Regions from separate parts of the Mus musculus genome. Here regions 1, 2, 3 and 4 are each linked to region 5. A link is a contact called in public ChIA-PET, Hi-C and promoter capture Hi-C data. All regions are on one chromosome and are shown on one strand. The core of a region is the stretch at or near the end of the contact, and the rest is flanking DNA. Distances in the headings are between cores, read along the strand shown.

Region 1 (4,794 bases), core at 2,160-4,659, 3.9 Mb after region 5:
AAGTGATAAAGGGACTCACGAGAGGAGAGGGATATATCAAGGGAGATGGGAAATGGGGCAGTGGAGTAGGTGTGACAGGGAAGCAAAAGAGGGGTGGACTGAGTGTAGACAAAGTCAGCTTGGGGGAGGAGCCAAAACGGCGGGAGGGAAAGGAGCAGAGGAGAGTATAGAGACACACAGTAATGAAGAGCATTGATGCTTAGCCTAAAATGTTAATTTTTAAAATGAAAAACACAGAACTTAACAAACGAATATGATCCACTGCAATATTTCTACACGTGCATGCAATGTGAGTTTTGAAATTTTGATTCCCCCCCCCCACTTAGGGCTTTTTTCGTTTTATTGACCATGGATTCTTTTCTCATATCATACATCCTGGTTATAGTTATCTCTCCTGCCCCTCCCACTTCCTCCTCCTCCATGCTGTGACAAGAACAAGGCAGCCCTCACCAGAAACCAAACTGACAGAACCACCTTGCCTTGGACTTCCAGCCTCAAAAGTTTGGGGCTTAATAAACCTTTTTTTAATACATAAAGTTCTTAGGGTGGTGGAACCCCAGAGATAAGCAAGCTGAAAGAGCCAATAGCTCCTACTACTGCAGAAACCAACGAAAGGGAAACAGCTGCCCCAACAGGTCCCAAGAAGCCAGGTGTTGTCCACCTCTGAAAAGAGGGAAGCACCAGATGGGAGAAAGGCCAACCCTCTCAGAGGAGCCTTCAGTTCCAATGACGGCTGCCCTGAATGATGAAAGCTGAGAGGGCTTCCTGGTGGAAGACCTTCAAAACACTTTTATTTGTTCCTTAGAGCCTGAGTAGAAATGTCCTGTGGGGTGCATCATCGAACAAGAAAAGGACTGACAGCTGATAAAATAGTCTCTGTTTTCCAAGAGCTGGTCTTATTTACAGAGTTAAAAATATTCACAGGTCAGAGTAAAAGGAGGCCCAGAGGGGAGGGGAACGTTTCTCTAGGTATAAAAACCCTAGCAAGCCCCATGGAGGCAGGGACAGTGGGCATGGGAGCTACTGGACAGACTGAGGCCATGGGACAGGGCTGACTGTGGCCAGGGAAGTTAAGGGCAAAACGCTTCTCCAGCCAGCAGGGTTGGGCCTGGCTCTTGGCCTGCAGGCTCCATCATGGCTTTGATCCTGGCAGGTGCTCCAGGAATTGCATAGTGTTGCAGAAAGTGTGGCTGTCCCCAAGCCCTGGCCCATAGCCACCAGGCACCCGCTTCCTGCAATGCATGGCTCACATGTCAGGGTTATCAGGACGCTGATCATTAGGGCTGGGAGCTGGGATTGGGAACAAACCAAGAGGAGAAGCAGCAGATCTGAGCCCCCACAAAGGGTTGCCCTAGGAAAGCCTCAATGTGGCATAGAAAATGTTAACTTTATTTGGTCTGGAAGCTTTGCCCTCTGCCATAGTCAGTAGCTCATGACTCCTTTCTAAATAAAATTGTCCAGAACACTGGTGTTGACTCCAAATGTCCCAAACCAAAAGATCTCTTACATCTTTAATAAGCTTTTGCCAGGCAACCCAAAGAACTTAGAAGGAGAGGGATCTCCGAGCTTCGCAGCTTAGAGGAGGTGCAGGATAGGATGTGAGGCCCTAACCCTGGAAGCGGATCCTACCGGTCAACCCCACCTTGAGGCTTAAGCAGCGTAAAGTTCAATCCCACCTTGAGGTGTAGAGGGGACTAGTTAGGATACAAGGCAAGATGGATCCCCTCTGCAGGAGACCGATTGATTTTGTTTTTCGGATAAGGCTAGCCTGGACCTTACTATGTAGCCGAGGCTAGCCTTGACTCTAGTTGCTCAGCTTCCATTTCCCATGGGCTTAGGTTATAGCACATACCACTACACCCAGCTTGACGTTGGTTTGATTTTTTTTTTCAGATAGAATACTATAGTCATGGGTGGGTTTTTTTGTTTTTGTTTTTGTTTGTTTGTTTGTTGGTTTGTTTGTTGGTTGGTTGGTTTGGTTGGTTTTTCGTTTTGTCTTGTTGCAGTTAACCTGATGTGCTGTTTGTCCATTTTCTCCCTTAATTTGCAGTGGCTTTACCTTTTCTTTTAACAACTTCATGGTGGAGAAAAGTCCTAGATTTGGTGCTAATTCTAGGGCTGGATACAATGACCTAATATGTGCTTTACTGCTCAGACAGTTTTGAGTCCTGAGTAACAACGTGCCACATTGGCCTGACATGTCCAAGGTGTTCTGTTCAATGTCCTAACCCTGCTTTTAAAAACCTAAATAAAGCCGGGCATGGTTGGCGCACGCCTTTAATCCCAGCACTCGAGAGGCAGGGGCAGGCGGATTTCTGAGTTCAAGGCCAGCCTGGTCTACAGAGTGAGTTCCAGGACAGCCAGGGCTACACAGAGAAACCGTGTCTCGAAAAACAAAACAAAATAAAACAAAAAACCAATAAACATAAATTGGACTATTAACAAGACCATGTGTCTGAACAGCTGCCAGCACTTGCCCAATGTTTTTCAAAGGTCATGTCATGGTGCGGGGTAGGGGGCGGCGGCAATGAAGTGTTTTTTAAATAATTATTTTTCTTGAATGACTATTTCCTGGCACATGTTTTTCAAAGATTTAGCACATCAAAGTTCTAATGAAGTGAAACCTCTATCATGTCCTTTCTGTACATTCAAGGCTCGTCCTACTAGCAATGCTTAAAGTACTTCTAGCTCTCGGTGTCCAAGCCAAACATCCATGGTCTCTTCTGGAACTTTCCTTTTGTCCACAGCTTCCCACTGTTCTACTCAATCCTTAGTGCCCGGCAAGATAAATAGTCCAACATCCCCATAGCTCCATGTTCATATATCAGTGAAGAAAGTTCTGAAACTCAAGTCTGTCTTTAGTATTGTGATGTAAACAACAAGTCTATTGACAAATATTTATTTTCTCTGGGGGCGGGCTGAGGGGTGTGATTAACTAGACTGATATCAAGTAGTGCAGACTGGCCTTACACTCTAGTTAAGAATGACCTTGAACTCTGGAGGGATTGCAGCTATGCGCCAGCACACTGCTCGCTTGGGCTTTTCCTTGTTCTACAGCAAAAGCTTAACGCACTGTCCCTTCAAAGTGAGTTTTAAACACAGTAGCCTTAAATAAAACTTATTTGATTTACTAATAGTGGTAACTTCCTCATCTCCCAACTGTATATTTGTGCATACATAGATACATAGGGGACCTTTCCAGAAAGTAGAATCAATCCGCAGCTCCTCGAAACAATGGACACTTTCGGAGCTGAGCTGCTTTGGTCAGTCTACCTTCACACTTGCACGTCCTGGCTCTGTTACGGACGCAGACCGGGTCGGCAGTCACCAGACACCACGCCGGAGCATGCGTGGACGGCAGCGCGCAGGCGCGGGACGGCTCGCGCAGGCGCGGTGCGCGGTTGTCGCGGTGAGCCGGTTGACCCGAGTTCCGGCATGTCGGACCGGCGTCCTGGGGCGGCTTCCCGGTTGCCCGCGCGCCATGGAATGCCTGCGCTGCCTGCCCGGGCTGCTGCCCCGCGCCGCGCAGCCCCGGAGGGCCCTGTGGACGGCGGTCGCGCGCCTGAGCCTCGCTGCCTGCGGCGGCCGCGCGACCCCTTTGCGCTCCCGGAGCCCGAAAGCGTCGAGCACAGCCCGCGCTGCAGGTACGCGCGTCCCGCGGGGCCCCGGCGGCCTCTGTCCCGCCTGCCCTTGGCCCCGCCATCCTCACCGCCGCTCGGCCTTGCCGGGCTCACCCGGCCCTCAGTGCTCCGGCCAGCACTGCGAGGACTTGATTGCGGTTTCTTGCTTATTGGGACAGGGTCTCCTTGTGTTGCCCAGGCTGGCCGCCAATTGACAGCAGTCCGGTCTCATCCTTCTGAATGAAGCCGTTAGAAGCGTTAACCGCCTCATTGGCTACTTTCGTTTGTTTTGTTATTGTTTTAAAATTAGCATTTAAACGGCCTTCTCTGAGTTTGTATGTGGAGGTCAGATGACAGCTTGCTCGAATCAGTTGTCTTAACGCAGGGCTTGGCGGCATGCATTTTGCTGGCCATCTGCTCAGCCCAAAGTAAAGGGTTTATGACAGCACTTTTATACATACTTTTTCCTGAAACCCCCTCATCCTACTGGCCCTTTTACTTCCTTATGCTCCCTTCTATTTTCGTGTCCCAGAATTCTGTTAGGTGGGAGTTTTGTTTGTTTCGAGTCGTGGTCTCACAGTAATCCAAGCTGGCTTGAAACTCTGCTGTGGAGCCCAGACCAAAGTCGATGTTGGGCAGCAGGAAGCTACAATTAGCAAGGTTGGGGTGTTATTAATTCTGTTTATTATGTTACTTTCTTCTGGGCACATTGATACAGTTACATAGTTGCCTTGGAATAAAGTAGGGAATTCCTAGAACTGAGTTTGAATGTGAAGCCAGTGATGAGCATTAATTAACCCTTGGCGAAGTCTACTCTGCAAGTAGCCAGCCAAGGGAGCAAAAAACGCTGGGGGAAGACAGAGGAGTCTTTCTTTGCTGATGCTTTGGTGAAACCTGAGGACAGCGTTTTCCACAAATGTGACTGCACAGAAACAGTCCTGACAAGAGTGGTTTGGGCTACTACTCTTTTTTGAATTGTACTTAAATTTTTCCCATAATGAGCTGCTGTCAGTCAACACCCCCTTCCCCACACCCAGGTCTTTTGCCACAAGCTTTTTTCCTCCCTTGATAATACTTGGGAACCAAGTGGTCTGTAAGACCCAGGAACTTAACTTGTGACTCTTGTCCCTAGAGCTTACATGGTAGAAGGAGAGAATAGACTTCTGACTTCCAC
Region 2 (4,777 bases), core at 336-2,835, 3.4 Mb after region 5:
TTGAAGAGAGATGCCCCATGTATACAGAAGAGGGAGTTTGAGTCCTGAATCCCATTACCAGGTATAACAAGATGAAAGCCAGTGCTGAACAGGACCCCCACTTACCCCAAACCCCAGGGACAGTGCTCTAAACTGATCCATTGAAGTCACATTAGAATAGTGCCTGCCTGGTTCTACCACCTAACTGGCCTTCAACCTTAGGCAGCAGAATGAGGGGAAAGACTGTCTTACTGGGTACAAAACATAAAAATGAACACAAGACTGCATCATGCATTCAGTACTATGAGAACTCCACACTAGGAAATAGCCAAAGGGCATTGACTATTACCACACAGAGGGAGCCTCCATACCTACGTAAACATCACACAGGTACCTATTTACAATGGGAGAAACTGTATTGCCAGTCTGTGACATAGAATATGGTAGAGTAAGGTCTGGGATACTTTACACAAAGGCTGAAAGATTAGTATGTAAGAGAAGTAAGTTGACAGTGAAGAAGGTTAAGAAATACCCTGTGAGTATCAGAATGTAAAGTGTGGCTGATTATCATACCAACACCCACACTCCAGAGTAGACACTTAAGGTGTTACTTGCTCCTGGATTCTGCCACAGCTCTGCATCTCTGCTCCATTCCTCATTTAGAGCAAAAAAGAACCTGGTACCTGTAGTGGATGGATTCCCCCACCTTTATCCAAACCAGTAACCCTCGGAATGGAGATGGAGGAACAATCCTCACATTCCATAGCTATGCATAGCTGTGGGACTCAGGTGTGATAGGGCCTTTGCAATGCTCAGTAGCCAAAAAGAGAAAAAAAGGCTCTTGACCAATTCCCCAACTGTACTTAGCAAAGATAACCCCAGGCCAGTGCACAAAGGCAGAGACTTTAGTCTTTCCTATTCCAGGCAAAGAACTGTGTCCCAGCGAGACAATCTCATGTTTAGGCCCATGGTGTACACCTAGTGCCCCTCGACGATCATGTAGTTCCTTGCTGGTATGAGACTCAGACACAATCCAGTTTAATGCCCACCCCGCCGATGGGTGACGACCACAGCATTACCCAGCACACCATGAAGCAGGTCTCCATTCACTGGTAGGACGTAGCAGGGTGCTGAGCCTTAGAACACAATGCTGGAGTGGTAAATTCTAGCACTGGGCGGATCACAGAAGTCTCCATTCCCAACCAATATCCTCCCACAAAGCCTCTAGAGTAGCATCGGCATTAGTGGGAGATACATGTGGTCTTAGTCCATTTGACTTTTGTTAGCCTGTTGTTGACTGCAGTTGTCCCTGGCCATGAAACCACCTTAGCAACAGGAAGCTCACAGCAATGTGATCCTTGCTCTGTCCTCAGAGCTTGTCTCAGAGAGCAATGGGCTCAATGTGTGATGTAGTATTGGTGAACAGAGGAATAACATAGGAAGCTGCAGATGGTCCCTCATTCATGAGCCAGTTGGAAACACACGGCTGACTATATGGGCTTGTTACTACAGATGAACCTCTGGGAGAGGAAGGCACTACCCTTTTATGCTATTTCCCCAACTCTTGTTGAACAAGAGCAACTTCGGGTTTATGAGAAACCTAGACTTTGATTGCCCTCTAGTGGTGAAACAGTGGCAGCACACCAAGAGTAGACAATGACCTTGGACTTGGGCACCACTCTGCTGAAACAATGAAAAGTGCCCCTGAGTTTCTAGAAAGGGGGAGAGAGGAATAGGGGAAAGAGCCTGCTTAGAATTTCTGGGAAGATGAGCACAAACAAAATCAAATTATGAAATCTAAAATTACATGTAGATACCTCCAATGCCCAGGCAATGCTGTACAGTCAAGAGATTTCACGAAAGTGTGACCTCATTGGAAAGTCAAAATAAGTTACCAGAAGCCGCAAAGTCACCACCAATGTGAGTTAACACTTGAATTGAGACTTTAAATGCTGCTGTAAAGAGGACTCGGTGAACTTGAAGAAAATAACTCAGAAACTGAACAGAGGGATCAAAGACATCTAAATAAATAAATTTTAAAAACAGATCTTTAAGCTAAAAAAAAAATGAGAAGGCACTAGCACAATAGATGAAACAGGATGGGAAAAGTCGAGGACTAAATGGTGTGCTGTTCGAAGATGCATGGTGGGGTTGCAGAACAAAAATGGATGAAGAAACCCTACAGGATCATCAGTGCAGCATGAGAAGAGCAGACACTGGGCACTGGCCCTCAACAGGGACAGCAAGGAGAAAGCTAACAGAATCTTCCCAAACTCAGAGATGAATACAAACACTCATGTGTGGGATGATTAAAAGTTACAAATCATATTCCGCTCAGCTGAGTCTGCTCCAAGACATAATCAATCTTTCAAAGTTAAATGGCAAAGAGAAGAGTCTCAAGGATACAGAAGAGGAGAAATAACATATGGAGGAGGCTCAATTCCACTGACAATGTCCTTCTGAGCAGGAAACATCGGGGCTTGGAGAGAGAGGCATGTGATTTTTATAGCACTAAAAAGAACAAACTATCAATTAAGAATGGTGCATCCAGAAAAGCTATTCTTTAAAAATATAGGACAGGTAAAGACATGGCCAAACAAGAGTTGGGAGAATATAAGCCTGTTATATAAGAAACACTATATAATAACTGTTATATAAGAAACACTATATAATAACTGTTATATAAGAAACACTATATAATAACTGTTATATAAGAAACACTATATAATAACTGTTATATAAGAAGCACTATATAATAACTGTTATATAAGAAACACTATATAATAACTGTTATATAAGAAACACTATATAATAACTGTTATATAAGAAACACTATATAATAACTGTTATATAAGAAACACTATATAATAACTGTTATATAAGAAACACTATATAATAACTGTTATATAAGAAACACTATATAATAACTGTTATATAAGAAGCACTATATAATAACTGTTATATAAGTGCTGGAAGGAATTTTACACCTGAAGAATCCATTAATGAACAACAAACAAACAAACAAACAAAACATTTGGAAATATAAAACTGTTAGGCAAGAGTAATTATATAAGAAAGTTGAGAATGTCCTATCATATCTTTAGAATGGAGAGTAAACAACAAAGACATCAATAACTGTTTAAATTATATTAATACGTTAAGATGTTGTTGCCACAGAAAAAATACAAAATAGAACAAAGAAACCATTGCTTGCTTACTTGCTCCTAATAATTGTAGTAGGTTGCTATTGTTTAAAAAGATATCCTGTTACCCACGTGTCATGATAAGCCTAATGCAGCAGTGGTAGTTTGCTATTAGACTATCTTCTAGTAATGTCAGAAGCTATACCCATAAAGTTTCACCAAGATGAATCCTTAAACATGAACCTAAACATGAGCCAAGCATGGAAAACAACAATAGACACAAAAAAGTTCACAGAGAAAAGACCACAAGGCCTCAACTCTACAAAAAGAACTGTAGGCAACCAAGAGAAATGGAGAATAGGAAAATCTTTTTTTTCTAATGGAAAAGCACACCAATTGTTTATCCGATATCAAATGTTCCATGCTGAAAATATATATGCAAGTAACATTACAAAGACTGAACAGGTTATATATAATCATAACCCTCAAAACAAAAGATAAATCTAAAATAAATAAATACAGTCAGTTAAAAATGCATGGTGCAGCATACTTTAATCCCAGCACTATGGAGGCAGACACATGCTAGCCAAGGCTACATAGTGAGACACTGTTTGAAGAGAACACAGTGCTTTTAAAGCCTGTTATGTGAGCCTCATTGATAACCAGAAATTAACAATTAATGATAGACAAATCTAAAAAATAATCAAGGACTTGGAATAGAGAACTGGATGCCAGGTTTAAAGCTCAGTGGTAAAGCAATGGACTGTAAAATTTACTGCTACAGGAAGTATGCATGAGGAATGATAAGGGCAGTGTGACAGAGAAAACACACCATGAGAAGACTGGAAAACAATGGACAAGATGGCTGTGGTATGATTGGAACCCTCAGAGTTAGTGGCTCGAATTATCCTATGAAAAACATTAGAGTGGATGAATGAGTGGGAAATCAAAACCAAGACCCGTCTGTTGTCTGTAAGAAACTCATTTGCAAGGACACTCATGAATGAAGGTGAAGGCTGGGGTCAAACATTTTATAAAAATGGAGTCCAGAAGAAAGCACACTAGATGATTTTACCTCTCATAAATTTAGCTTATGATCAAATACAGGACAAAGAGGCAGAGAAAATAATTCAATATAACAATAGAAAGATCATCTGACCAAAAACAAATTGAAGTTCTAATTGCATGTGATTATGGAGGATCTAAGTATGTCAGGCAAATATTAATAAACATGAAGGGAAAGGCAAATCAGTTGGTACAACAGCACCATGTGGCTTTAATCCCACTTTCAGCAAGGGACCTATCATGCAAAGAGAAAGATCATTAAAGAACTTGTAGAGATCAAAGTGCACCCTCCATCAAGGAACCTAACAGACAGCTCTAGAATAGTCTGTGTTGTAGCTACAGAACATGGCTTCTCATCAGCACATGGAGCATGCTACAGAATAAATTATATGGTCAATGACAAGAAAAGCTCAAAGATCCATAAACTGGAAATCAAATTATTATATCTGCTGGTAGCTAAGCACTAAAACTACAAATCTGTAGTGAAAAGAGGGGGGAAAAACTACTGAAAGTAAAAAAGAGCACAGGACTCAAGCAAACTGTTGGACCAACAGTGGATCAAGGGAAAAGGAAGGAGATTAAAAGATCAT
Region 3 (4,797 bases), core at 2,050-4,549, 3.8 Mb after region 5:
AGATTGCATAGTCGCAAACTGTGCAGAAGGAATCAGGAAGAGCCAGGCCCACAGCTTCAGCCACAGGTGCACAGAAAGCTAGGCAGATGAAAAGCAATGGGTCATGGCCAAGCAAGGGAGGCAGGAAGGTGACAGTGTAACTGAAGTCTACACAAAGAGCCATCCAGGAGTAATACACAGTGAGGAGAGCCTGCAGATCCAGAATTAAGCCAGCAAACGTTATAAAATTATACTAGAAATAAGGGCAAAAGGTATGCTTGTATATTTGTGTTGACTTGTTATGGCTAGGAGAGAGGAGGGAGGAGGGAGGAGAGAGGAGGGAGGAGGGAGGAGTGCTCGAATAACTAGCTCCCACAGTCATTAGGTTGAAGGTTTAATAAACAATACCTAAATTGTAAAAAAATAAAAATAAAACCAAGAGATTAGATACATAATATTTGAGATGACAAGATTATTTTATGTACGTCCAAGGCCATTCATTATACAAACATCTTTGACAACACATTCACACACATACATGTATGTGTCTAGATGTGTGTGTATATGTGCATATTTATCAACATTTATATATGTACATATATGTGTGTGTGAATGGAAAATGAGGATGGTAGGTCTGTCTGTCTGCCTAGTGATCACTACAGTTATCCAGAGACGAGCCGTGCAGTTCTCAGCCCTTAGCAGGTACCTGATGAAAAGTAGCTGATATTTAATGCGTACCACAAATGGGTGTGGTCTTCAGAGCTGCTCTTACTGTTATGGAGAGGTTGCCACTGGTGATTATCATTCCACACCCTCACTGGCTTCGTGCAATGTTCAGATTAAAGCCATCTAACATACAGAAGAGGCTCTGACACCGACCCTAGCACACGGTGCCCACTGTGGAACAAACGCAACTGAGGATCCCAGCACTGCGTGGAACAGGGCAGAGGGAAGCACCGAGGAGCCTCTGTCACCGGCTGCTTCTCCTCCAGGTCCTTCAGTCTCCTGGTGCTTTTCTTGCCCATTTTGAGTTTGTCTCTCACTCCCCAGGCTGCATTTTTCTCAGCTATCTCCACATGTCCAATAAGAAACCAGACACTGAGATGCAAGGCTGATCCAATGACATAGGAGATCCATCCTCCCTCCCCATGCCCCTCTCTCCAAAGCACACAACACCTAGGCAAACAGATGCCCCTCACATTGCTTGAGAAGAGGTTTTGACTTTAGAATATAAATTAGTCTTAGCTTTGACAACTAATAAATTTTGTGCATACATGATTACTCTTCTTTGTCCGAAAATATAATATTTAATTATGGTTTCACACAAGACTTAAAACTGTGTTTTCTCCCAGGGGGAAAAAAACTACAACTGGGGTTTATGAAAAATTATTAGTGAGAGCAAATCCTAGAAAATAAATTGGATTTTTGAAATCTGTGAAGTTTAGCACAACAGGATTTTCACTGGGAAGAATGCATGCAGGAAGTATGGGAGAATAGTCAGAAGTCAGCCTCACTGCCACCCTGATAAGACAAACACGCGTGGGAAGATCGCTCGTGGACCTGCCTGATTGTGAAATTTGCTTTTAGAAAAGGAAATAGCACACAATAGTCACAGGACACATGGCAATTCCTAGTGACTTCTACCTTTCTCCAGAGTCTCACACTGAACCCCAGTCCTCAAGTTATAATTGTAATGATCATATTAAAAAGTGCAACAGGGAGTATTTTATTAATTTATTTCTTTTGGACACAGGTATCAATTTTTTTTAAGTTCTCCAAGCTATTTCAATATGGAGCCAGGCTTGATATAGCAAAGCAATGTAATGTATACACTGATGGTACCAGGTACAATAGTTTGGTTAGACGGCTGCTGCCTTATTTATAATCTCCTTTAGAATACAAGTGGACTCCTATGTGTGAACTCATTTTGGTACATACAGTGGGGCTTTCAAAGGTTCACTGTATTATTAATATGAACTCTGCAAGATCTTTCAGTGTAAAAAATAAAAAAGTGAAGGGAAGAGAACTATGCTGTAATTCATATAATTCAAATTTAATAAGGAATTACTATAAATAAAAAAATGCATGGTAGGGTCTAGGGAGTTGGCTCAGTGGGTAAGAGCGTGCTAAGCAAGCATGAGGACGTCAGATGCCCAGAACCCACATGAAAGGCTAAGCAGGGCACACATCTTTGACCCAGTGCTGAGAAGGCAGGGACGGGTGGATCCTCAGGGCTTGCCAGCCAGCTGTCTAAGCAAACTAGTGAACTCCAGGTTTGCTGAGAAACCCTGTCTCAAAAGTAAGACAGAAAACAACTGAAGAAGACTCTCAGTGTCTACCTCTGACCTACACACACACACACACACACACACACACACACACACACACAAGGGGGGCTTGGGCATATGAGCACACATAAGCACACGGATAACTGGCTTACTTCTTGAAGTTAGCCAGAATTAACATGTCTTAATTTCTTCTGTTAGCATACCTTCCTGTAACACAAATAAGTCCACTGTCCCCCTGGCCTAGGAAAGGACATTACTACACACATAGAAAACATTTGAGTTCTATTTATGTGAGCAGTTCCTTTACAAAAGAAGAAGAGAAATCTAACCACAAAAAATATTGAAGACCCTGAAGGAGAGACTATCATGGCATTTTTAAAACACGTTTTCTTTTAGAAAATGACTTTTTCCTAAGATTAAAATTCCCAGCCAGTGCTTCGTTTTTAAATCGGACTTTGTGAGCTTGTGGCTCACATCCAGCTCCCTCTGTTTTGTCCTGCTTATTAAGAACATACCACTTCCACATTGAAGAGAGGCAGGTGGGTATTTTCTGGAGGAGTACCAAGAAGAACTTGGTATACCTCAGAAGTCATTTGACCTCTTGGCGCCTGAGTGTAGGGGGTCGGGGCCGGAGGGGGTAACAAGGCCATCACTGCTGGGTTCTGTGAATGTTTAGAGGCAGGAAGATTACCTGGTCCACTGGAACCTCAACCTGGGTGTCTTCATCTTCTTGAACTTCTGCTGCCCCCCTTGTTTCAGATCTCTCTGCTCCAGCTTTGAAAATGCCTTCACCTGTGGAGACAAACTCATATGAAAAAAAAAAAAACAAAATCCAATCGTGACATCGTGTGGCTGAAAGCTGACATTACAGTAAAATACCTAAAGAGGGATATGTAGATTTCAGTTCCTCTTAAAGATCCTGGGCCCCGATCATTATGCTTTAACTGAGAGGAGGTCCTGTGGCCAGAGGAAGGAGAGCAGAGCTCTGCTGGAATGGCTGCCTGCTCACACACTGCTGCTGACTGGTGCCGCCAGTCGCCAGAGATGGAAAAGCCTCCTGGCTGGACCCCAGTCCCCTCCTACCCAGCAATCAGTGACAACGTTCCCTGTGTTACAATACATTTAAGAGTTTCCATTTCCCTGGAGATTGCTATGCATTCAATATAATGTAGGCAAGCGATTCTCTTTATTGAGGGGAGGGAATCGTGTTTTTATTGCAACAGGCTCATGCACACAGTGGACTTTCTGCGGAAAATCAGCGTGCTCTAGCTTTGCAGATTTCTACAGGATTTTTCACAACCTGTGGCTTTAAGCTCTGACAACAGAAGAGACCTAAGCCCCTAGGGATTTAAGCTAAGCTCCTGTAACTTGCTTCCCTTTGCAAAGCAGCAATCTCTGTTGAAGAACTTTTAATGTCTCCCCTCGGGGGGCCTTCCCTTCTCCAGTCCCAGTAATCAAATCCTAGAGCCATCTGTCATTCTGTCTGTCTACTTGCTTCCAGACAGATTTAGTGCTTCAGCCACCCTCACAGATGTCTTCTTTGCCTAATTTTTAAGGCTCCCCAAGGATGGAAATGTTACCTCCTTTACGCTACTCCAGTGTTTGATTATCCCTGCAGCCTAGAAACTGATCCTGTCTTCTGTAACAAAGGCATGATTGTTAGAAAAATTACTTAATGCATGCCACATGACACCACACATTGCTAAAGGTCCAAGGTCAATCTTAACTATATGCAAAATGTATGTTTACATTTGTTGAGGAATAACCATACATAAGACACCAACACTGTAGTGTAAGACATGAATGAGACTTAGTTCCTAGACTGGGATGTAGGTCAGTGCACTCACGCTGTAGAGCACTCACACTGATGTAATCTGCTCCCTGTGGCTGCTTACAGCCCAACAAAGTGAGAGACACTGAACAGTGCAAAGTTGCTCAGAGGTCAGGGGTCTCATAGGTAAGAGGGCAGCAGCTGAACTGTTTCCTCTGGCATTAGGGAAGAGGGCTGGAGTGGAGTGAAATGTCTACCAGGCTCAACTGAAACCAAAACCAGTAGCAGAGGGAAGAGCCCACTGGGATGCTAATTCATTCTCATTATAAATGTTACTAAGGTGGTGGTGCTATACATTCTTAGGGAACATGCATTTCTTAAAAGTAGTGTTGTTATTCGTCTTGCTATAACATGTATACAGTTTGGGAAAGTTAGACGATGAAGGAAATAAATCCCTTCCGATACCTCATGGTCCAGAGACAGCAATTGCCAACATTTTCCAACACCCTCCTCCTCTTACTCCCCTTTTTCTTCCTTGTCTTCTCCTCTCTCCTCTCTCTCTCTCCCTCTCAAACAAATAAAACTTGAAATGTATAAGTCACTAAGTACTTTAAAATTATATCATGAGCACTTATCAAGACATTAAGTGTTCCTTGAAAACATTAAAAGTATGGCGAGACTGTGCCATAATTGCTAATGCAGATCGGATCTTGAAACAGATAGGAGACATTGTAAGAAGTTGATTGATGTCTAACTGCA
Region 4 (4,535 bases), core at 1,720-4,219, 3.2 Mb after region 5:
GAGAGGAGAGGAGAGGAGAGGAGAGGAGAGGAGAGGAGATATTAAACATGTTAAGATGTTAAGAAGCAGCCAGGCCTTAGAATATCTCCCCAGACAATATGAACTAAGCAGTACCCCGGAGCTCTTGTCTCTAGCTGCATATGTATCAAAAGATGGCCTAGTCGGCCATCACTGCAAAGAGAGGCCCATTGGACTTGCAAACTTTATATGCCCCAGTACAGGGGAATGCCAGGGCCAAAAAGGGGGAGTGGGTGGGTAGGGGAGTGGGGGTGGGTGGGTATGGGGGACTTTTGGTATAGCATTGGAAATGTAAATGAGCTAAATACCTAATAAAAAATGGAAAAAATATAATAAATAAATATATACACTAAAAAAAAAAAGAATATCTCCCCAGCCTCCCTTCTCCACCCCCAGCTCACAGTGGAGTGAGGAGGAATGTGCCTGATGTTTGAGACACTCATTTCAAACATCGTTCAAGGCCCAAACCAATAACTGTTCACCAGGTGTGCACTGCTCTACCTGTACCACATCCAAGAATACCCTGCATAATCTCTGACTGCCTTGAGTTCTTAGGAAGTAGGAAAAGAAGTTCTGAGCTGAAAAGCCCAAGCCTTACTTGGGGGACAAGTCTCTGCAGAACATCTCTCTGCTTTTCCCTTAATGAAATGCCAGAGAACATTTCTCTCCCACACTACTTCCATGTCCTTGATCATCCTATTAATTCCATAAAAACACAAAATCACATATGATTTCTAGTAAACCCAAGAACTACTTCTCTCTCTCTCTCTCTCTCTCTCTCTCTCTCTCTCTCTCTGTGTGTGTGTGTGTGTGTGTGTGTGTGTGTGTGTGTTTATACATGCTTTCATGCATAAATGCACAAGCACACTGACCGTATCTCAGGACTTACGTGTAAAGAATCAGCCCTATCAAGCATTTTATTAGTGTTTGCACATTTGCTGCAGAGCCACCATGAAGGCCTCAGTGTCTGCAGCAGCTCCAGCAATTAGCTCTGAATGAAACAGTCATAAATAGTAATTAGCCATTCCCTCAGTCATGTCCCAAAGCCTTTAAAAAAAATCCACAGAGAAATCAATGCATTCTTTTCTAAAGACCTGTTACAGCCACACCTCCCACTCGCTATCACCAGATGCAGAGAGCTGCAACAGCAGGATGCTGCTGTTCAAAGCTGTGTGTGTGCATTCTTGCCATGGGACCAGGCAGAGCAGATAGCCAATGGGGCACAGAGTGTGGTGCTTGGTTGAAAACCATTTCCTGAGCAAGGAAGATGAGGACTTCAGGAACTGGATTACTCAACAAAACAACATCTGATTTTCTATTTAGCTCTTTCCCTTCAAACATCAGTGAACTCTCCGCTTTTAAAATATCTAGAAATCGCACACTACTTCTTCAGGTGTTGTGTAGGAGCATCCTACAAGGTCTCTTGTTGACTAAACTTCATTTCACTTCTTAGCAGATTGGAATATGAAGTCTCATGTAGATAGGGAGTATGGCATAGTCAGAGTTAAGCCTTTTCACCTGGAACATAGTGGTTTTCCGGAGTGCTGAATAGTCCAATGCTGCCTGAGTCACAGCTGCAGGGGTTCAAGTGACCTCATGTGCTTATCTGGTTTATTCCCTTGGCTTTGGCCTCATCTCCTTTATTCTACTCCAGGAGGACTTATGTACACAAAAGACTGAGCTCACCCATTGTCTACCAACCACCTAAACTCAGGCCTGATCATAGGACACTTGGAGTGTTTCTAGAAATATGATCCATGTCGTACCCAGGCAAAGATTGACAGTTTCTTCTGTTTATTGAGTATTCTAGCATCCCCTAGATGTAGGCACTAGAAATGTAAACCTAATTATGTCTTGAATCATTTCGCTCACCCTATACCTTTTATGTCCTAGCTAGCTAGGTTGCTGTATGCATTATTTCTTCAGCTACATATGGATGTGGATACACATGCATACACATGTCTGGAAAACCAAAAAAAAAAAAAAAAAAAAAACAGAAGCCCTACTTTCTAGATGTCCTTATGAAATTTTCATTTCACATCGTGAATAAAGCACCTGAACTGCATTAAATAGCCAGTCAAATCATGGCGACGATGGCATTGCTGGATGCTGTGTGGAAGCTTTGCTCCTCCTGAAGTCTTGGAGATAAGCTGCCGCTCGACCCTGGGCCAGTATCTGACACAGGAGAACGGAAATGTTACGAATGTTTTTTTTTCTCTTTACTAGAGCTTTCTCAGACACCCCATCTTCAAGGTCGGCGGGGGGGGGGTCTCCACTTCTCTGCCTAGTTCTCATTTCTGCGAGCATCTATACCTTAGAGTGCGCACTGTTTATCCAGCAGCGGCCCAATGTTCCTTCCCTCATCTGCTGTCTCTGTTTCTATCTTTTCTATTAAAACAGACAATTTTCCTCTAGCTCTTTTTCCACCCTTCAGGGAAATATTCAGACACTAAATAAACTCTCGGCTAAAGGGCAAGAAGCCGCTACCGCGATTCAGGTTCAACTGGAAATGAGACGGAGCCAGACCCTGAGTCCAGATTTGTAATGTGATAACAAGAATGCAAGGTACTGTATTTAAATGTAGGGAAACACACTGTGAGCAGAAAGACAGCAGAATCATACAAGAAATGCAGAATTTGGAGACTTGAACAGCAGTTTCAGGTCTGCTTAGATCATACTTAACCCCCCCCCCCTCCCCTGGTGATGAAGGAAGCCTTCAAGGGCTCAGGGGCCGAGGAAGGTGAGCACTGTATACTTATCTACATGCTAGATTTCACCCTGGCTTGTCTGTGTCTGTGACTCTATTCTTCTTAAAGACAAGTGTGCCAAGTGACAGTCATTGAAAACCTCCCCCTGGACACCATTATTCTCCTGAGCATGGATGATCAAATTATGCAGGGAAGGAAGGTGAATCTAGTTTGGGCAGGAAAAAAAAAAGAGAGTTTTCAAACACAGCCTCATCAGTGGGTCTCTACTGCCCTCCTCAGAGGGAACTACAGCAGTGGGGCTCTGGGCAGAAGAGTGTGAGGAGAAAGAGGTCTCTCCTGCAGCTACCCTACCAGAAGGAGATTTTCCCAGGGAAAGCAACCTCTGTGTGGATTGAACTGCATGTTTCCAAGCTTGAAGTATACTTCTGTGAGTTAAGAACATTCATTTGAAAAGGAATCAAATAATACCCATAAGTACTCAGGCCACTATTAACAAAGTAACTGCCATGCCTTAGAGCAAAGTAACAGCCAGTCTGCTTATGTCTTTATGAAAGCCTATTGCTCACCTCTAGGTGAGATAACCATTTCACTACCTGGCCAGCCAGTGCTTACTTTGTTTTTGTTGTTGTTGTTTCCTTGGTTGTGTTTAAAAAAAAAAAAAGCCACTCTGCTTTCTCTTGCTTTATAAGTTGCTAAAGGGACTGCTAATGGGATACTGTGGAACATAGCCCAGGCTCCTTCTGAAGCTCCCACTCCACAGCAGCAGGACAGACAGGACCTTACCTGCACTGTGTCTCCCCCCACCTCCATCCCCATCCCTCCCCCCACCCCTACCCCCATAACCGACCCCCCCCCCCCAAGCATTTCACTCTGACCTCACCTCTTGGTACAAAGATCAATCACTCATACAATCCCACCTCAAAATCATCCTTGATGAGACATCCCCTGCCCTTCTGGTCAAATTCCATCCATAGTGATATTACATAGGCCATCACCCATGAAGTTTAGAAACAAACGTCTACTCTCCTACTCCACTCCAGGAACTGGGCAGAAATGAGAGTATGGAACAGAAAAGCAAAATGCCAATGGGGAAGAGGAGCTGAGACAGCCTTCTAGATGTTTCTGCCGTGATTAAAAAGAAGAAAGAGTTCTGTCAGAGTTTAGTGGAAGAAACAGGGACAGAAAAAGCATGTTTAAAGGGATTTTTTTTCTACAAGAAAAACAAAAGTAAAGAGAAAGAAATTCAAGGCAACCTATGTCAAGTAATATGAGAAGATAAGAAAATTTTAATGTATTGTAACAAGCTGCTCACTGGGAAACAAAAGTTATATAAAACATATCAAAATTTTTAAAATCAAGTATATAATCAAAAATTATATACAACCTTATTTCCTAAGAAAGTGATTTTTCTTAACATTTTAATTGTATTAATATATAGCTAGACAAATATACTTTTAGAGATGTAATAATTAGCCAAGCTGAAAAATGACTGCCTCCGAGAAGACAAATGTTAAATTTGCTGTTGTTTGTGCCTTGAGTCAAGACTGTTGAAAGCCCCTGGATGTAGTAACATGACTTAGCCACAGCATCAGGAGACTGAGGCAGGAGGATATTGAGTTGGAAACTACTTAGTATGACATTGTCTAGGAGGATGAAAATAACAAGAAAAGAGGAGAAAAAAAGAGAAGGAAGAGGAATAGCTTAGTTAGGGTTTCACTGCAATGAAAAAACACTATGACCAAGGCAACACTTATAAAAAACAAAACAAAAGAAAACATTTAATTGGGGCTCACTTATAGTTTCAGAGGT
Region 5 (4,666 bases), core at 161-2,660:
ACCAAAGGGGCTTTCGATTACGTTTCACCACCGGTGACCACCTCCCACCTTAGTCTCTCGAACATCGTGCTGCTCTTACTAGAAGTGGCATTTGCATTAGGGAGAACTCGGAATGTGTGTTAGAATCCAGAGGGCTCAGGACACACATCCGTGGTTTATAATCACACACTCACCGGGCACTAACACAAGCCCTCTATAAAGCTCACAAGGTTCCCAAAGCACAGAAGAGGAGGACAATGAGACCCAGAAAGAAAGATCAGGAGAGGGACTTGAGATAGGTCCAGCAGCCCACTCCCCTGTGCCACCCCTTTCTCTTCTTGGTCTTTTAGGCCCAATTGCTTCAAGTAGCACAGACACACGGGAGACAATGGGTAAGAAAGAGAGGGGGAAGGAGAGCACATAGCGAACCCATCTATCCTTTGGATATTGTGGAAAACAAACATTTAGAAAGTGAAGTCAATCCCATCCTGTATTCACCATGATCGCCCTATACAGAAATCACACAAAGTCTCTTATTGAGGTAATTATGGGCCACTGCCTTAGCGTTCCACAGAAAATCTTGTTTGGCCTACCCAGGATTTATAGGGGAAGTGAAATCATTAAATAACTAGTTAACCTCTGTTTGGCAAAAAGAGTAAGTAATTACTGAAAAGGGGAGAAAGAAAAAAAAAAAAAAAACCCTGCCTTTCACAAACAGCACAGATAGCATCCTGAAGGGATTTACACAATACACCAACGTTTGTTCTGTACCCAGAGTTGTTAAAATAATTGTGATGACAGGTGTCTAGGTACCACTTTCTTAATGGTTTTCAATATCCATTGATTTATTATTGTGGCTCCCCCCACTTACATCTCTAGCTCTAAGAAGGGGCTAAGAAAAGAGATTTTGCACCAAAGGCTGATTCTTTATTCCTGGGCTGAAAAGAACTAATAAAAATAATCACTCGGCTTTTAAGCAGAAAGCTTCCATTTACAGTATTTCACCCTTACCCCCCCTCCAAGCCCCTTGTTATCTAACATAATGGCTAGAATACATTTCCGTCTCTCCCCTTAATAACTTCATGCATTAACATCCTCTTCACACATGCGCGTGCGTGCGCGCGCGCGCGCGCGCACACACACACACACACACACAGAGGCAAACGCGCGCGCACCCAGCAAAAGGCGGAGGTGGGGGGGAAAGAGGCAGCAGAAATCTCAGCTGTACTTCTAGCCCTTTTAAAAAGTTTGCTCTGTAAATTGGAATGAGGTCAGATTTGGAGCTTCTCATTGCACGCGGAGATTATTATTGCATCGGGTTCCAAGCCAATGGGAAGGACGGGGGAGGGGCTTGGCACGAGGAAGCGTTAGTTACAGCGGCTGATTGGCTGTCTGAGAAAGGATAAAGAAGCGCGAGGCGGAATTGGGGTCTGCTCTAAGCTGCAGCCAGAGAAACAGAGTGAGGGGAAGAGGGCCGTCTCCCTCCCGGTTTCCAGTTCTTGCACGCTGTTTCTTAGAGAGTCTGCAGTGGGGGAACTCTGCCGGTAACCAGCTCCCCTTCTTGCAGGAGGGAGGGAGAAACATACATTTATTCATGCCGGTCTGTTGCATGCAAGCTTCTTGGCTTCCTACCTTGCAACAAAATAATTGCACCAACTCCTCAGCGCCGATTCCGCCCACAGAGAGTCCCGGAGCCAGAGTCGCTTTGGCTTTGCACTGCAGGAAAGGGACTTAGGCGCTAGAGACGATGTCGCTTTCCTGAGCTACCGCGAGCTCTCGTGAACTGCAATCGACTGCTTCAGGGAAAGGGGTGGGGGAAAGACTTGCCCCGGAGGCGGCGAGAAACTTGCGTTTGGAAGATACTCCGGCTACCAACGTTTGGAGAAACTCCTCGCCGCGGCCGACTCCAGCCTCGGTGCCCGCAGGGAGCACTTCAGCGGTGAGGGAGGACGGAGGGCCTCGGGGACTCTAGGTTGGCGGCGGGAGGCGGCCGCCCCTGGCCCGCGCGCCGCTCAGGGGACCCTGGTCTCCGCCCCGGGGAGCCCGCAGGGCCCGGCGACCGCGCCGCGAGCGTGTGAGCGCGCGTGGGCGCCCGGCAAGCCGGGGCCATGGTACAACAGACCAACAACGCGGAGAACACTGAGGCTCTGCTGGCCGGGGAGAGCTCGGACTCGGGCGCCGGCCTGGAGCTGGGCATCGCGTCCTCCCCGACGCCTGGCTCCACCGCGTCGACGGGCGGCAAGGCGGACGACCCCAGCTGGTGCAAGACGCCCAGTGGCCACATCAAGCGGCCCATGAACGCCTTTATGGTGTGGTCGCAGATCGAGCGGCGCAAGATCATGGAGCAGTCGCCCGACATGCACAACGCCGAGATCTCCAAGCGGCTAGGCAAACGCTGGAAGCTGCTCAAGGACAGCGACAAGATTCCGTTCATCCAGGAGGCGGAGCGGCTGCGCCTCAAGCACATGGCTGACTACCCTGACTACAAGTACCGGCCGCGAAAGAAGGTGAAGTCGGGCAACGCGGGCGCGGGATCGGCGGCCACAGCCAAGCCAGGGGAGAAGGGCGACAAGGTCGCGGGCAGCAGCGGCCACGCGGGAAGCAGCCACGCGGGGGGTGGCGCGGGCGGCAGCTCCAAGCCCGCGCCCAAGAAGAGCTGTGGCCCCAAGGTGGCGGGCAGCTCGGTCGGCAAGCCCCACGCTAAGCTGGTCCCGGCGGGCGGCAGCAAGGCGGCTGCATCGTTCTCTCCAGAGCAAGCTGCCCTGCTGCCCCTGGGGGAGCCCACGGCCGTCTACAAGGTGCGGACTCCCAGTGCGGCCACTCCGGCCGCCTCCTCCTCGCCGTCCAGTGCGCTGGCCACCCCAGCCAAACACCCTGCCGACAAGAAAGTGAAGCGCGTCTACCTGTTTGGAAGCCTGGGCGCTTCGGCGTCTCCCGTCGGGGGCCTGGGAGCGAGCGCCGACCCCAGTGATCCACTGGGGTTGTACGAAGATGGAGGCCCGGGATGCTCGCCCGATGGCCGGAGTCTGAGCGGCCGCAGCAGCGCAGCATCATCGCCAGCCGCCAGCCGATCGCCCGCTGACCACCGCGGCTACGCCAGCCTACGCGCAGCCTCGCCCGCCCCGTCCAGCGCGCCCTCGCACGCGTCCTCCTCGCTCTCCTCGTCCTCTTCCTCCTCCTCGGGCTCTTCGTCGTCCGACGACGAGTTCGAAGACGACCTGCTCGACCTGAACCCCAGCTCAAACTTTGAGAGCATGTCCCTGGGCAGTTTCAGCTCCTCATCGGCGCTCGATCGGGACCTGGATTTTAACTTCGAACCCGGCTCAGGCTCCCACTTCGAATTCCCGGACTATTGCACGCCCGAGGTGAGCGAGATGATCTCGGGAGATTGGCTGGAGTCCAGCATCTCTAACCTGGTCTTCACCTACTGAAGGGAGCGCGGGCCGGGGAGAAGGTGGGCCAAGAGGCAGGAGAGGAGAGAGGGAAAAAAGAAAACAAAAAACAAACAAACAAAAAAACAAACAAAAAAATGTTAAAAAGAAGAAGAAAGAAAGAAACAGAAAAAAAATGAGTTAAAAAGAATAGATGGAGAGTAGAAGGAGAAAGGGGAAAAGAAAAGGAAGAAAAAGTGCATAGAGCTGGCCTGGAACACGTCCCGCCGTTGGAGAAGGAGCGCGGGGGCGTTAGTGGACCCGCGCTCCCATCCCCCACTCTCAGGGCTGGGGACTCGAAGGAGGCGGAGAGTAGACGGGGGCGACCTTTTTTTGTTGTTGTTATTGATGTTGGTGGTGGCTAAAAAAGCTACTTCGAGTTTCCTCCCCAATTTTGCTTGAAGAGACTCCCCCCCACCCCACCCTTCCAACGAGCTTCCGGACTTGGTTGCACCCCCAGCAAGAAAAGAAGCCAAGCAAAGCTTCTAAAGACCGAAGGAATCTTTCCCTCACCCCCACCCCCTCGCCTTGGTGATTTCTTGTTTGATTTTGCCTCATGGTCAAGAAAGGAGGGGGAAAATCCAGCGTGCCCCATCTCCTACCCACCCCCTCTTTGTATTCTCTTTGTATTTTTCCCCTTCTTAAAATTTCTTTTTCTGCAATGAAGACAGAAAGAAGGCTCTGGGGTGATGCGTTTGGCATTTGTGTTGAGCTTAGGGGAGCATTGGCATGGAGAAACTCCACGCTGGCGAAGTCCCGGGCTGGGCTTTCTCCTCCTCCCCCCACCTTTTTTCCCCTTGTCCTTGCAGCTGGAGATGTGCTGGGAGTAGCAGGCCAGCCTCGGAAATGGACATGGGGACCTCGTGGAAGCCACAGCAACCTGGTTGGGGATGCAGAAGGACCCGGAGCACAGAGGGCGTTGGGGTTCCCGGGCCTCCGCCTGGGGTCTGTGCAAAAATAAAGAATTAAAAAAAAAAAAAAAATCAGAGAGGTGAGGCTACCCAGAGCCGGCGGGAGGACAGGAGACTGTGGGATGTGGTCCAGGGGCCGCGGAGTGGTTTGGGGGGGAAAAGAGATTTTTTTCTTCTCTTAATGGGAATCGTGATGGTGTTGAGTTATTTCACTGGTGGGGTTAATATAGCATGTTATCCTGTCTATCTTTTGAAGATTTCTGTATAAGACTGTTGAGCAGTTTTTAAAATAGTGTAGGATAATATAAAAAGCGGATAGATGGCGCTATGTTTGATTCCTACAAC

What was found. Promoter capture Hi-C pulls out the DNA fragments that hold promoters and counts their contacts. A called contact is a pair of places that touch in the nucleus more often than the background predicts. ChIA-PET counts read pairs in DNA pulled down with a chosen protein or histone mark.
Region 1: a promoter capture Hi-C map of pre-B cells shows a contact between it and region 5, with 3 times the contacts expected there. The contact joins the promoter of Mrs2 here to the promoter of Sox4 in region 5. A contact is called at or near these places in 2 of 39 promoter capture datasets (hippocampal neurons and pre-B cells).
Region 2: a Hi-C map of stem cell-derived neural stem cells shows a contact between it and region 5, with 3 times the contacts expected there. The contact joins the enhancer-like site here to the promoter of Sox4 in region 5. A contact is called at or near these places in 6 of 39 promoter capture datasets (the 3T3-L1 cell line, 3T3-L1-derived adipocytes, cranial neural crest and 2 more), 24 of 484 Hi-C or Micro-C datasets (B cells, adipose-derived mesenchymal stem cells, cardiomyocytes and 13 more) and 7 of 115 datasets of contacts at active chromatin or transcription factors (the NIH/3T3 cell line, astrocytes, embryonic forebrain and 4 more).
Region 3: a Hi-C map of cortical neurons shows a contact between it and region 5, with 5 times the contacts expected there. The contact joins the enhancer-like site here to the promoter of Sox4 in region 5. A contact is called at or near these places in 2 of 39 promoter capture datasets (frontonasal cranial neural crest and hippocampal neurons), 6 of 484 Hi-C or Micro-C datasets (the N1E-115 cell line, cerebellum, cerebral cortex and 2 more) and 2 of 115 datasets of contacts at active chromatin or transcription factors (embryonic forebrain and forebrain).
Region 4: a contact with region 5 is called in an RNA polymerase II ChIA-PET map of neural stem cells, with 5 times the contacts expected there. The contact joins the enhancer-like site here to the promoter of Sox4 in region 5. A contact is called at or near these places in 2 of 39 promoter capture datasets (cranial neural crest and hippocampal neurons), 4 of 484 Hi-C or Micro-C datasets (cerebral cortex, stem cell-derived neural stem cells and uterus) and 5 of 115 datasets of contacts at active chromatin or transcription factors (differentiating embryonic stem cells, embryonic forebrain, embryonic midbrain and 2 more).

What each region holds. Positions count from the first base shown.
Region 1 is chr13:25,018,932-25,023,725 of GRCm38.p6, reverse strand. Mrs2 (MRS2 magnesium transporter) reads left to right here and starts at 3,409. Exons shown (of 11, transcript NM_001013389.2): 1 at 3,409-3,644. The coding sequence starts at 3,482.
Region 2 is chr13:25,559,684-25,564,460 of GRCm38.p6, reverse strand. No RefSeq gene overlaps it. Among named protein-coding and RNA genes, the nearest start is that of Gm34122, 200 kb to the right of the region's middle. Within about 2 kb of position 1,585, at least 11 of the 459 cell types and tissues checked have an H3K27ac peak or open chromatin away from gene starts, as enhancers often do. A contact at or near this core is called in stem cell-derived neural stem cells, where this site is marked.
Region 3 is chr13:25,185,938-25,190,734 of GRCm38.p6, reverse strand. It overlaps Dcdc2a (doublecortin domain containing 2a), which reads right to left. Exons shown (of 10, transcript NM_177577.3): 8 at 2,959-3,059. Among named protein-coding and RNA genes, the nearest start is that of Nrsn1, 82 kb to the left of the region's middle. Within about 2 kb of position 3,299, at least 44 of the 459 cell types and tissues checked have an H3K27ac peak or open chromatin away from gene starts, as enhancers often do. A contact at or near this core is called in cortical neurons, forebrain and hippocampal neurons, where this site is marked.
Region 4 is chr13:25,726,160-25,730,694 of GRCm38.p6, reverse strand. No RefSeq gene overlaps it. Among named protein-coding and RNA genes, the nearest start is that of Gm11351, 240 kb to the left of the region's middle. Within about 2 kb of position 2,969, at least 17 of the 459 cell types and tissues checked have an H3K27ac peak or open chromatin away from gene starts, as enhancers often do. A contact at or near this core is called in neural stem cells, where this site is marked.
Region 5 is chr13:28,950,443-28,955,108 of GRCm38.p6, reverse strand. Sox4 (SRY (sex determining region Y)-box 4) reads left to right here and starts at 1,410. Exons shown (of 1, transcript NM_009238.3): 1 at 1,410-4,666. The coding sequence starts at 2,088. The coding sequence ends at 3,410. The region is part of intron 1 of Gm46405 (a long non-coding RNA gene); the gene reads left to right.